Linked DNA regions of Zea mays: region 2 is linked to region 1. A link is a contact called in public Hi-C data. All regions are on one chromosome and are shown on one strand. The core of a region is the stretch at or near the end of the contact, and the rest is flanking DNA. Distances in the headings are between cores, read along the strand shown.

Region 1 (5,935 bases), core at 786-3,285:
TTCTTCCTCCTCTCGTTACCTCCTTCTCTGTAGCGTAGTAGCAGTAGTGGTATCTAACATCCTGCCTCCGTCGCGGCAGGTGAACCTGGAGAGAGGATGGACATGGGGCTGCCGAGCGGCGACTCCTCGGAGGACGCCTCCGACACGGCGCCGCACGAGCACGGCGGCCCCTCCGCCGCCCCGCCGTGGACGACGTAGTAGAGGTCGAGCGCGGGCAGCGTCTCCAAGAGGCGGTTCCTCCCGAGCGTGGGCAGTGACGGCACTGAAGACGGAACGGTAGCCACCCTAATTGATCCTCACGGTGGAGGATTAATCACTGTCTACCGTGACTAAGAGAGAGCTCGAGTCCATATCAGCGTGTGTGCGTTGTGTGAATCTCCAAATCATTTAAGCCCTCGCCTACACCTCTATTTCGTCAAAGCCGAACTTGTCGCGTTTCATAATGGCAGAAATCTCCATTGCAAGGGTGGTTGCGCGATGGTAGCGGCATGGGCGTGGGGTTGCTCGTTGTGTCACGCAGATTGGGGTGGATGATGTACGTGTGAGCACGGACGGACGGTTCAGATGTATGGAAGGCAGAACGACAGAACCAAAAGGAGGCAGACTACTCTTACTGTCTTAATAAGTAGTATAGATTTGATATCTTAATAAGTAGTATAGATTTGATAGATATTCAAACCTATTTTTGTAGTAAAACTGTTTGGAGACACAAACGTTCTAATATTTTTCTATAAATCTGATCAAATTTGAAAAAGTTTAATCGACACAAATAGGACAAATATTTTGGAAAGATAGAGTAGTGTTTTATGTCGTAACATGTTTGGTTACATTCCTAAAAACTATTTTTGAAAACCATGATATTCTAGATACACAGAAAATTCCACTCCGATCTAAAGTTTTCGGGCTAGCTTTTACCCAATATTCAAACAACGCTTTCTCAAAACCTTTCTATTTTTGGAGCTGACAAAAACTACGATATTTTTAGTATTATAAAACTATAATTTTGAGAAATATTGTTGCCAAATAGACCCTTACAGTATGCCCTTTCTCTCTAAAGTATAATATAAGAGATTAAAACTGGATTGCAATTACATAGACGTGCTCTAGCAGATTGAAAAAAAAACGTCATCGTCTTTTATACAAGGACCCCACATGTAAGTGCTACATGCACGTCCTTGTTTTCTCTCTCGTTTCGCGTAGATATGACCACCACATTGTCACACTGAAGACACCCTACCTTGCGCTATATGTTACACTAGGAATGCAGAACTGCGTCAAATGTCACTACTGCCTGTGGCCCTCCGGCAGGGCAACCACCCTGTAGAACGGCACGGCTCTCTGCGGCAGAGCACCGTCCTCCTCATCGTCATCGAACTCCAGAATATAACTGTCAAAAGAGAAGTAGCAGTCACAAAATAGTTTCAGGAAGACACAATACTGCATTTAATTATGTAGTATTCCCCCACTCTCAAAATGTAACGTGTTTTAATTCTGTACTGTGTCAAACTTGTCTGACTTAATCTAAGTTTATCGAAAATTCAAGAACATCATATCAGTTTCATTAAATCAACCATGAAAAACGTCTTGATGGCATTTGTTTGGCATGGTAGATGTTAATAAAACAAACAGTAAACATTGGACTAGTATATGAAACTGAACCTAAAACAAACAGAAAACACTGGACTAGTATGAGGTTGTAAATGCACAAACAACTTACTCATCAGACTTCCTCTGGAATATTTGTAGTCCGGTTTGACGTCAACATGATTACAGAAAGACAAGAGCATTAATGGTTAAGCAAGCAAACAAAAATGGAGAGCCAATTAAGAACTAGTATAATTTTTTTGTGGTCATAAAAGAACCACAGGTGTATTTAAGAAAATTAACAGAAGTCCAGCAATTACTTGTGCAATATCCATGTGGATGTACCATGACTGTACAATGCATATAAGGCAGGATCCAACTCAGGGCTGTATCGACCGTTGACGTGGCATTTGGACCGGTCGGTACCGACCGGTCTGGTCTCAACCGCAGTTGGTTTGACTAGCCGGTCAGTGAAGCTGTCGACCGGTCGGTACCGACCACGTTGAAGCCAAACCGGTCGGTACCGACCGGTCAGTACTGGCTAGTCGGTACCAACCAGGTTTTGCAATATGGCACATTCAAATTGGTCCATGCGTGCCCCCAAGTCAACTACGGTTTTAAAAAAAATGGAAAAAATCCTAAAAATTCAAAAGATCCAAAAATATATTTATGAGTCATGTACTTTGTTAGCTTTAGAAATTATATAATTATTATATATGTTTAATGAATTGTGATTTTTATCTACTTAGTTATGTACTCGGATGAATTTTTATTTCAATATAAAACATTATGTTTTATTTTAAATAAAAGTCTATAAAAGAAAAGCGGATATGGTGCTAAGGCGACTGTAGGGTGATGATATAGACTAGGCATAGGAGGGATGTGGTAGATAAAAGCTGATGACGGTTGATAGCGTGGTTGGTAGTATGATTGATATGACATGGCAGTCGATAAGGACCAGTTGCACAGGATCCAGCCTAACCAGACCAGTTTGTACATGTTAACGCATTGTATACTCATCTTTCATGGCATAATATTTCATACATGATAGTTGTTTTCAGGGGCGGAGCCAAAACACAGGCAAGGGAAGATGCTAACTACACTGCTAGTCCTAGTATGTCTTGATTCTAACTATAAGATGTTGTGGTGCCAACTAGTTGGAGCAGCATTTTGTAAGAGTTTTTGTTGCTTGGACCGGTGCTGCAGCCTGCAGCACTCGCCATGTCCCTGCCCCTAATTGTCAAAAAAAGGGGTACAACAATATTTCTCCTTAAGGGTTATGTCGGACTATGTTATTCACTTTTGTGCATTTACTGATGTTGAATTTCAGCTTACCATATGCCCCCCCCCCACCCCCACAAACATCGTTATTGCACATGCATAGGCATCTAACACCCCCCCTCAAACTCAAAGTCGATCAAACACACTAAGTTTGGCTAGATAAAACCTATGATGAGCTCTAGTCTCCTTCGTGGAGAAATCAGCTAACTGAAGCTCTAAGGCACATAAGATATCAATCATATCATCTTGAAATTGTTCACACATGTAATAGGCATCAACACCTATATGCTTAATAGCTCATGCTTGAACGAATCATAATACTAATAGCACTTGTACTGACTGTCAAAAGAGGAGTCGACATAGAAACAGAAACCACCACTATAACCAAGTCATCCTTGTCACAAGAGCCATAGCACGCAACTCACTCGAACAGTCAAACTAGAACTGTTGTCTACTTCTTAGTCGACTCACTAGCTCGGAGAGTATCATAGTAGGTCTGCAGTTATAAAGAACTTGTGCGTGGAAAGAATAGATGACACAAGTAGTCTCACGAAGCATGTGACTATAGTGGAGTTGAGTAGAGACCGAAACAATCTGACTAAGAATATGCACAAAACAAGAAATATTAGAATGAGTGACACCATGATAAACAAGACTCCTAACTATATGACGATAGCAGGTAGGATCAATAAGAGGCTCACCATCAGTGGCACTAAGATGAACAATGAGTTCCATGGGAGTCTTTTTTTCTGGAATACGCAGGAGAACTGCGCATTTTTGAATTAAGAAGAAAAAGAAAAGGGGAAAGATCCTCAAAATACAAACAATTCTATTGGGACAGAATGTGTGTAGTCTGGCGCCTAGGTTATTTGCCACCATTCCTAAAAGGATTGCGAATAGAAGAACTGTTCTTGAGGCTCTTTCCAACAGAAAATGGATATCTGATATAAAGGGTGCTCTGTCTGTGGGAGTTCTAGTGGATTATTTGAACCTTTGGGAGCTTCTTTCAGAAATAGTGCTGCAGCCTGAAGTGGAAGATAAGCATATATTTAGTATTGCGGCAGATGGTAAATACTCGGCTAAGTCGGCATATGAGGCCTCTTTGTTGGATCAACGTCCTTCGGTCACTATCACCTGGTTTGGAAAACCTGGGCACCTCCAAAGTGTCGGTTTTTCCTTTGGCTGGTGGCTAACAAGAGATGCTGGACTGCTGATAGGCTTGCAAAGAGAGGCTTGGATCATCCAGCTAGGTGCCTTTTTTGTGACCAGGAAGCTGAAACTATTGACCATATCCTTGTCTCCTGTGTGTTCACGAGAGTGTTCTGGTTTACTCTTCTTAAACCGTTTTGGTTTCAAAGTCTGGCTCCCCAGCCAGGACATTCTTCTTTTATGGCTTGGTGGGAGCAAATCTCAGGGTTGGCTACTGGTCTTCCTGGTAAATGTCTTAACTCGCTTGTGGCCTTAGGAGCATGGACAACGTGGAAGCTTCGAAATAGTTGTGTTTTTTATGGTTGTACTCCTAGTTTAGATCTGTCCATTAAGTTAGCTAGGGAGGAGGCAGTCTTGGGAAATGGTCGGGGCTAAAGGTCTTTCATACCTTGCTGCCCTAATTCCTGGAGACTAGGGAGTTGCAGGTTGTGTTTGATGGATTTTTGCAGTTTCCTGTGTTTCTGGCCTCCCTAAGGAGGCCTTGTAATCTGTCCAGGTCTCTTTGACCTGGACTTATTTCTTCTTCTTAATATATTGAGGCGCAGTTCTCCTGTGTTTTCCAAAAAAAAATCCCGAGAGACACCGGGAACAAGGGAGAGCAGACTCCGACCACACAAGGGAGAGCAGACTACCTGCCACACCACCTACCACTAGGCCAGCAGTTCGTCTAGATGGAAGAAACCAAACAGAGCTTTATCACCAGCCAAAGACCAACACAAAGCCTCATCTCTAGCCACCCGAAGGGCAGCAGCTAAACTAGCATTACAACTATCAAAAACATACTTGTTCCTATGCTTCCAAATAGACCAAGCCCCTAAGATCACCAGCAAATTGAAGCCCTTCTTCTAGTGATTAGCCACCTTGTAAGAGCAGGTGCGCCACCAATTTTCAAAACATGCATCATCAATCGCCGGGCACAACAACTGCAGCCCTCCAATCTTTACAAGTTGAAACCAGAACTGTCTAGAAAACACACATGAGACCAACAAATGATTAATGGACTCATCATCTTGATCACAAAGTGGGAGACAATCTGGGTGATCCAATCCGCGCCTTGCAAGCCTATCAGCAGTCCAACATCTATCATGCTCCACAAGCCAAATAAAGAATTTGCATTTCCGGGGAGCCCAAGACTTCCACACCCTCTCTGCTGGCTCGAACCCAATTGACCCCTGAAAAAGAGCCTTGTACGCGGAGCTAGCTGAGTAATTTCCAGAAGCACAAAATTTTCCAAATATGGCGGTCTGTAATACCAGGCTGAATCTCCATATCTTCCATAACCTCACAGAGATCCATAAGCTCACCAATAACTGTAACAGAGAGATTTCCATGCAGATCAGCCATCCAACGAAGTTAGGCAAAACATCCTTGACCAGCCTCCTGTTAGCAAGGAGGATGGGCACCAAATCAGCCACTGATGGAGCTAAGTCTTTAATACACCTACCATCCAGTCACTTATCCTTCCAAAAAAGGGTATTGGCACCATCCCCAACCTTAGCAACAACAGCTTCAGCAAACAATTTCTGCACTACAACACACACTTTAATTGAGAACTCCGACCAAGGCTTTGAATGATCAGTTTTTTGTAGCCATGGCCATGGAACCCGCAAGGCCCAACCAAGGTTCCAAAGATCACTAATCCCTGGACTGCCTCACAGTCGCTGCTGGACAGCAGACCGCCTAGCAAAGAAAGGACTGCCTCACCCTCAATTATGTCCCCTGTGTGATCAAGAGGAAGAGACGCTAAACCATTTGTTAGTCTCCTGCGTTTTCTCACGGGAAGTTTGGTTTCAGATTATGAAATCTGTCGGGTTGCAGCACCTTGCTCCTAGCCATGAGAACTCTTCCTTTGAGGATTGGT
Region 2 (5,903 bases), core at 1,706-4,205, 130 kb before region 1:
AGTAATTGAATATTTTCAATTGGTATCCTTTTATGTTCAAAAGGGGGAGAAAGTAGTATTTCAAAATGGTATATCAAAACCCTCTTGAACACTAAGAGGTGGATCTCTTTTAGGGGGAGTTTTGTTTAGTCAAAGGAGAAGCATTTGAAACAGGGGGAGAAAATTTCAAATCTCGAAAATGCTTTGCAAAATCTTATTCATTTACCTCTGACTATTTGCAAAAGAACCTTGAAATGGATTTACAAAAGAATTTGCAAAAACAAAACTCGTGGTGCAAATGTGGTCCAAAATGTTATATAAGAAAGAAACAATCCTTGCATATCTTGTAAGTATTTAAATTGGCTCAGTTCCAAGCAACCTTTACACTTACATTATGCAAACTAGTTCAATAATGCACTTATATATTTGCTTTGGTTTGTGTTGGCATCAATCACCAAAAAGGGGGAGATTGAAAGGGAATTAGGCTTACACCTAGTTCCTAGTTAATTTTGGTGGTTGAATTGCCCAACACAAACATTCGGACTAACTAAGTTTGCCCAAGTGTATAGATTACACAGGTGTAAAAGGTTCACACTCAGCCAATAAAAAGATCAAGTTATGGATTCAACAAAGGAGCTAAGTGGGAACCGAAGGCCCTCTGGTCTGAGAGCACCGGACAATGTCCGGTGCACCAGAGGACTCCAGCTCCAAACTCGCCACCTTCGGGAAGTTCCAAGGCACTCGCGCTATAATTCACCGGACTGTCCGGTGTACACCGGACAATGTCCGGTGCGCCAAGGGAGATCAGCCTCAGGAACTCGCCAGCTTCGGGAAACGCCAACGGCTAGTCCGCTATAATTCACCGGACTGTCCGGTGTGCACCGGACTGTCCGGTGCAACTCCGGAGCACGACTATCTCCGCGCCAACGGCTCTCTGCCGCGCATTTAATGCGCGCTCTGCGCGCGCAGAAGTCAGGCGCGCCCATACTGGCACACCGGACAAGGAACAGTAGCTGTCCGGTGTGCACCGGACACCCAGGCGGGCCCACAAGACAGAAGCTCCAACGGTCAGAATCCAACGGCAGTGATGACGTGGCAGGGGGCACCGGACTGTCCGGTGTGCACCGGACTGTCCGGTGCGCCATCGAGCAGACAGCCTCCCAACGGCCACATTTGGTGGTTGGGGCTATAAATACCCCAACCACCCCACCATTCATTGCATCCAAGTTTTACACTTCCCAACTACTACAAGAGCTCTAGCATTCAATTCTAGACACACCAAAGAGATCAAATCCTCTCCAAATTCCACACAACACCATAGTGACTAGAGAGAGTGATTTGCTTGTGTTCTTTCGAGCTCTTGCGCTTGGATTGCTTTCTTTGTTCTTGATTCTTTCATTACGATCAACTCACTTGTAATTGAGGCAAGAGACACCAAACTTGTGGTGGTCCTTGTAGGAACGTTTTGTTCTAAGTGATTGAGAAGAGAAAGCTCACTCGATCCGTGGGATCGTTTGAGAGAGGGAAGGGTTGAAAGAGACCCGGCCTTTGCGGCCTCCTCAACGGGGAGTAGGTTTGCAAGAACCGAACCTCGGTAAAACAAATCCACGTGTCACACTCTTCATTTGCTTGCGATTTGTTTTTCCACCCTCTCTCGCGGACTCGTTTCTTTATTACTAACGCTAACCCGGCTTGTAGTTGTGTTTATATTTGTAAATTTCAGTTTCGCCCTATTCACCCCCCCTCTAGGCGACTATCATTAATCCTATGCATGAATAAGTGATAATAAAGAACATTATTGGATAATAAAAGTGGTCAAGGGCACAACTTGCCTGGGACTTGAGATTCCAGGTACCAGGATGATCTTCAGATTCTCGTGACCTCACGGCTAGTCGTAGCAACACAACCAAACATGGTATAGACAAAACTAACATTACACCAAACATAAGAACAAACCACATAATAATAATCTACTCATTGCTACGAGGTCGTGGGTTCGTGAACCACAAAAATCGGAGTTACGATTAAGGAGTTATGATTTATGGAAGATCTATGTGATTTAAATATTAAACTATATTATAAATTGATTAGTATACACCATATGAGAGAATATTCTATGAATAATTAATTCTACTTTAATATGAGTCATTATTTGATTAAAGATCATCTTTTAGTCAAATTATAACCATAAGATCATAATACTATATTAATATTAGAAAATCTAATTCAATAAACATAGATTAGTCCAATTAGTTACTTAATTATAGAAGTACGTGATATCATATAATTAATGTTGCTATTGTGTAGTAAATATTTCTATGAGGCTAACGCAATTCGAATGGATCAAATCGGGGTTAAGGTGTAAGAGTTATGATTTTCTGAATAATTTAGGTGTTAAACATAAAACAAAATGAGTGTTATTTTTATAACTAAGTTACATAGTAAAATAATGTTACTAAGCGGTAGACAATATTATCCTGAGCCTAATGCAATTGGAATGGATCAATTCTGAGTAAAAACAAAGGGGATATGGATTTTCTAAAGTTTTAGAAATGGGGTACAAAAGAAATTAAGTACATAATTTTCATTTAGGTTTTATAACAAAATAAAGCTATCAGGGGCTAAAAATATTATTATGGATCTAATGCAACGTGAATGGATCAAAAAAGAGTTAAAATTATAGAGATATGAATTTTCTAAGATTGGGACTTTATTTGTGCACTAAAATGATTTCTATATTTATTTCAATGGATTTCTCAGCTATCTGGACTGGGGCCATAAATTTCGAAGATTACAGGGTCTAAACTATCAATTCCAAGGCTATTTTGCGTTGATTCTTGTACGAGTAAGGACGGTGGGTTTATTTCATAAAAAGACAAGGTCTCTTTAGCAATTATCCCGCGGCGAAGGGGTATGCTAGGATCTGAGCCGCTGGATTAGAAACCAAGGGCTAGGATTATATTTTATCTAAAGCGAACCGGTGCACGCTACGACCCGCCCGATCCCGATCCAAGGGTCGAGATTTAATGCGCCCCGATCAAATCTATACCACTGATCTTCTAATTGATGGTATAGAATTAATGGCCTGAAGGGGATTTCTACTTCTAATTCCATCCATCCAAACAGAATCCAACGATGCCCGAGCTTCCATAGCGAAGGGGTATGGAGTCATCAATCTGCGATTGCACATCCCAAATCTAAGGGCCATGATGCATCCCTCCCACATCGGCCACCTGCGGACGGTGGCGCGCCCCGGGAACGGCGACGCCATTGACGTGAGGACACAAACTCCCCAAACCGACCCACGAGAACCCTGATACGAGGACGCACACGGCGCACAGAACACGGCAAACGCATGGGAGCCAATCTTACCGGAAGTTCGCGAAGTAGTACAACTGCTCATAGCGGTGCGGGGTACCGCGGTAGAGGATTGACTCCGGCGAGCAATTCTGGGCTAACCGGAACGTAATCCGTCCAGACAAAGTCGCGATCATGACCTACGAGACTTGGTGAAGCCTCGGCCATGACGATGGTGCACCCGTGGATCTACGTCGGCGGCTCTCTCTCCCTCCCTTCGATTTCTCTCCTCTTTCGGCCTCCATGCCCAAGCGGTAGGGATGGTTAGGGCGAAGGAAAGAGGGATTGCGCACGACTCGGCTGTGCTTGGTTTTGTAGCCCGGGGGGGTGAGGCGCAACAACCGTGACCGAATAAGCCGTGGGGTTGACGGAGGTCGGACTCCCAGCGATTTGCAGCAGAGGCGAGCTGGAGGTTGTTAAGGAGGGCCCACCTGCAGACCCACGATCGCGCCTAGAGCAAGGGGGTGAGGAGAGGTTGGCTGGGCCCCATGTGGCAGGAGCGAGGCGCGCAATTCTTTGAGTCTTCACGTGGCTAGATTTGGGGACCCGATTCAACGGACGAGAGGAAGACGGAACTGACTATTCAACCCCACATGTCGGTGAGACGTCCGAGTCCGAGCGTGCGGGGTGGGGCACTGGCAAGCCGGGCCCTACCTGTTAGGCCACAGGCGCTCGGGTGTAATTTGGGCCGGCCAACAAGGGGACAATAGAGTGGGCCGAGTAAGGAGCTGGCCGAAGGGGAGGAGCGACCCAACACGGGCTTATTCTGTTTATTCTCTTTTCTATTTTCAGTCTTCTTTCATATTTTCAATTTCCAAGTTTTAATTCAATTCACATAGAGTTGAAGCTTTAAGTCAATTCAAATTCACCATCAAAATCCCAACATGATTGCAAGACATGATTTTTATTTATTTGTTTATTATCTTACTTATTTAAGTAGATGTTTTCAAACATGAAATTTATACACACAAATTCTAGTTATTGTAAGAAAATAATTCCTATTGTATAACTTTTATTGAGAGATGCTTTATCTTACATCCTTTAGTGATTACTTACACGTATAGTTCCCTAAAGGGATAACTTAATTCATCTAGTAATAATTTTATTAGGAAAGAATTTGAGGAGGAGTAACTTCAAGTTAAGAAAAGTTTTTTTAAAAGGGTATTTTAATTCAAGACCTCTAGAGAATTTCATAAATCCTTAAAATAAGATTTTGGGTGCTATAGTTGGGGTCTCGCTTGAGAGAGAAGATGGGGAGAGAGACATACGGGTTCCACATATATAGAGGATTACTTTTTCTCAATCTGCCAAAGCGTGTTCGCTGCATTTGTAATCTTTGCATGTAACAAACTCCTACACACGAGTACCTTTCCTTGTTTGGGTTCATTTTTCATAACGTTCTAAGAGGTTAGAGGCTTAGAGCATCTCCAAAAGCTCCTAAAAATATTCTGATTTTTATCTTCGTAAATTTTTCTTTTCAAAAATAAAATATCCCAACAAATCCCTATTTTCCCCTAAAAATATTTTGAATGAGTTATTACATGCCTTTACTTGTATGCTTGAGTACATCGAGCCACGAGAAGGTGCATAGAGTAGCGCGAAATCATGATTGAGAGCAGACGTTTTAGGAGAATAGACAGAAGAACATGTGTCGGGGACCATAATTAGAGGTACCCTCAAGACTCCTAAACTCGGCTGTTAACCACCATCAGCACAAGCTGCAAAGGCCTGATGGGCGCAATACAGGTCAAAGCTCCGTCCACTCAAGGGACACGATCTCGCCTCGTCCGAGCCCAGCCTCGGGCAGGAACAGTAGACCCCGGTGGATTCACGCCTTGCCCGAGGGCCTCCTCAAGCAACGGGAACACCTTTGACTCGCCCGAGGCCCAGCTCGGGCAGGCTTCGCAGTGAAGCAACCTTGGCCAGATCGCCTCGCCAACCGACTGTATCGCAGGAGCATTCAATGCAAGGATCGCCTGACACCTTATCCTGACGCGTGTTCCTCAGTCGGTAGGGCCGAAGTGACCGCAGTCACTTCGCCCCTCCACTGACTGACCTGACAGGAAAACAGCGCCGCCTGCCCTGCTCCGACTGCAGTGCCACCCGCCAGGGTGAGGCTGACAGCGGCACAGTCCAGCCTCAGGCGCCATAGGAAGCTCCGCCTCGCCCGACCCCGGGGCTTGGCCCCCGCCTCGACCTCGGAAGACGGTCTCCGCCTCGCCCGACCCCTGGGCTCGGCCCCCGCCTCGACCTCGGAAGACAGTCTCCGCCTCGCCCGACCCCAGGGCTCGGCCCCCGCCTCGACCTCGGAAGACGGTCTCCGCCTCGCCCGACCCCAGGGCTCGGACTCAGCCTCGACCTCGGAGGAGTCACCGCCTCGCCCGACCTTGGGCTCGGACCGACCACGTTACAGGGGGACACATCATTACCCTACCCCAAGCTAGCTCAGGCTACGGGGAACAAGACCGGCGTCCCATCTGGCTCGCTCCGGTAAAACAAGTAATGATGGCACCCCGCGTGCTCCCATGACGACGGCGGTTCTCAGCCCCCTACGGAAGCAAGGAGAC

What was found. A called contact is a pair of places that touch in the nucleus more often than the background predicts.
Region 2: a contact with region 1 is called in a Hi-C map of endosperm, with 3 times the contacts expected there. The contact joins two enhancer-like sites. A contact is called at or near these places in 4 of 25 Hi-C or Micro-C datasets (ear, endosperm, leaf and 1 more).

What each region holds. Positions count from the first base shown.
Region 1 is chr10:15,334,956-15,340,890 of Zm-B73-REFERENCE-NAM-5.0, reverse strand. LOC100273149 reads right to left here. Exons shown (of 9, transcript NM_001360219.1): 8 at 1,718-1,731; 9 at 957-1,387. The coding sequence ends at 1,285. Among protein-coding and RNA genes, the nearest start is that of LOC100273149, 33 kb to the right of the region's middle. Within about 2 kb of position 2,035, at least 3 of the 20 cell types and tissues checked have an H3K27ac peak or open chromatin away from gene starts, as enhancers often do. A contact at or near this core is called in endosperm, where this site is marked.
Region 2 is chr10:15,469,038-15,474,940 of Zm-B73-REFERENCE-NAM-5.0, reverse strand. No RefSeq gene overlaps it. Among protein-coding and RNA genes, the nearest start is that of LOC100283075, 14 kb to the left of the region's middle. Within about 2 kb of position 2,955, at least 19 of the 20 cell types and tissues checked have an H3K27ac peak or open chromatin away from gene starts, as enhancers often do. A contact at or near this core is called in endosperm, where this site is marked.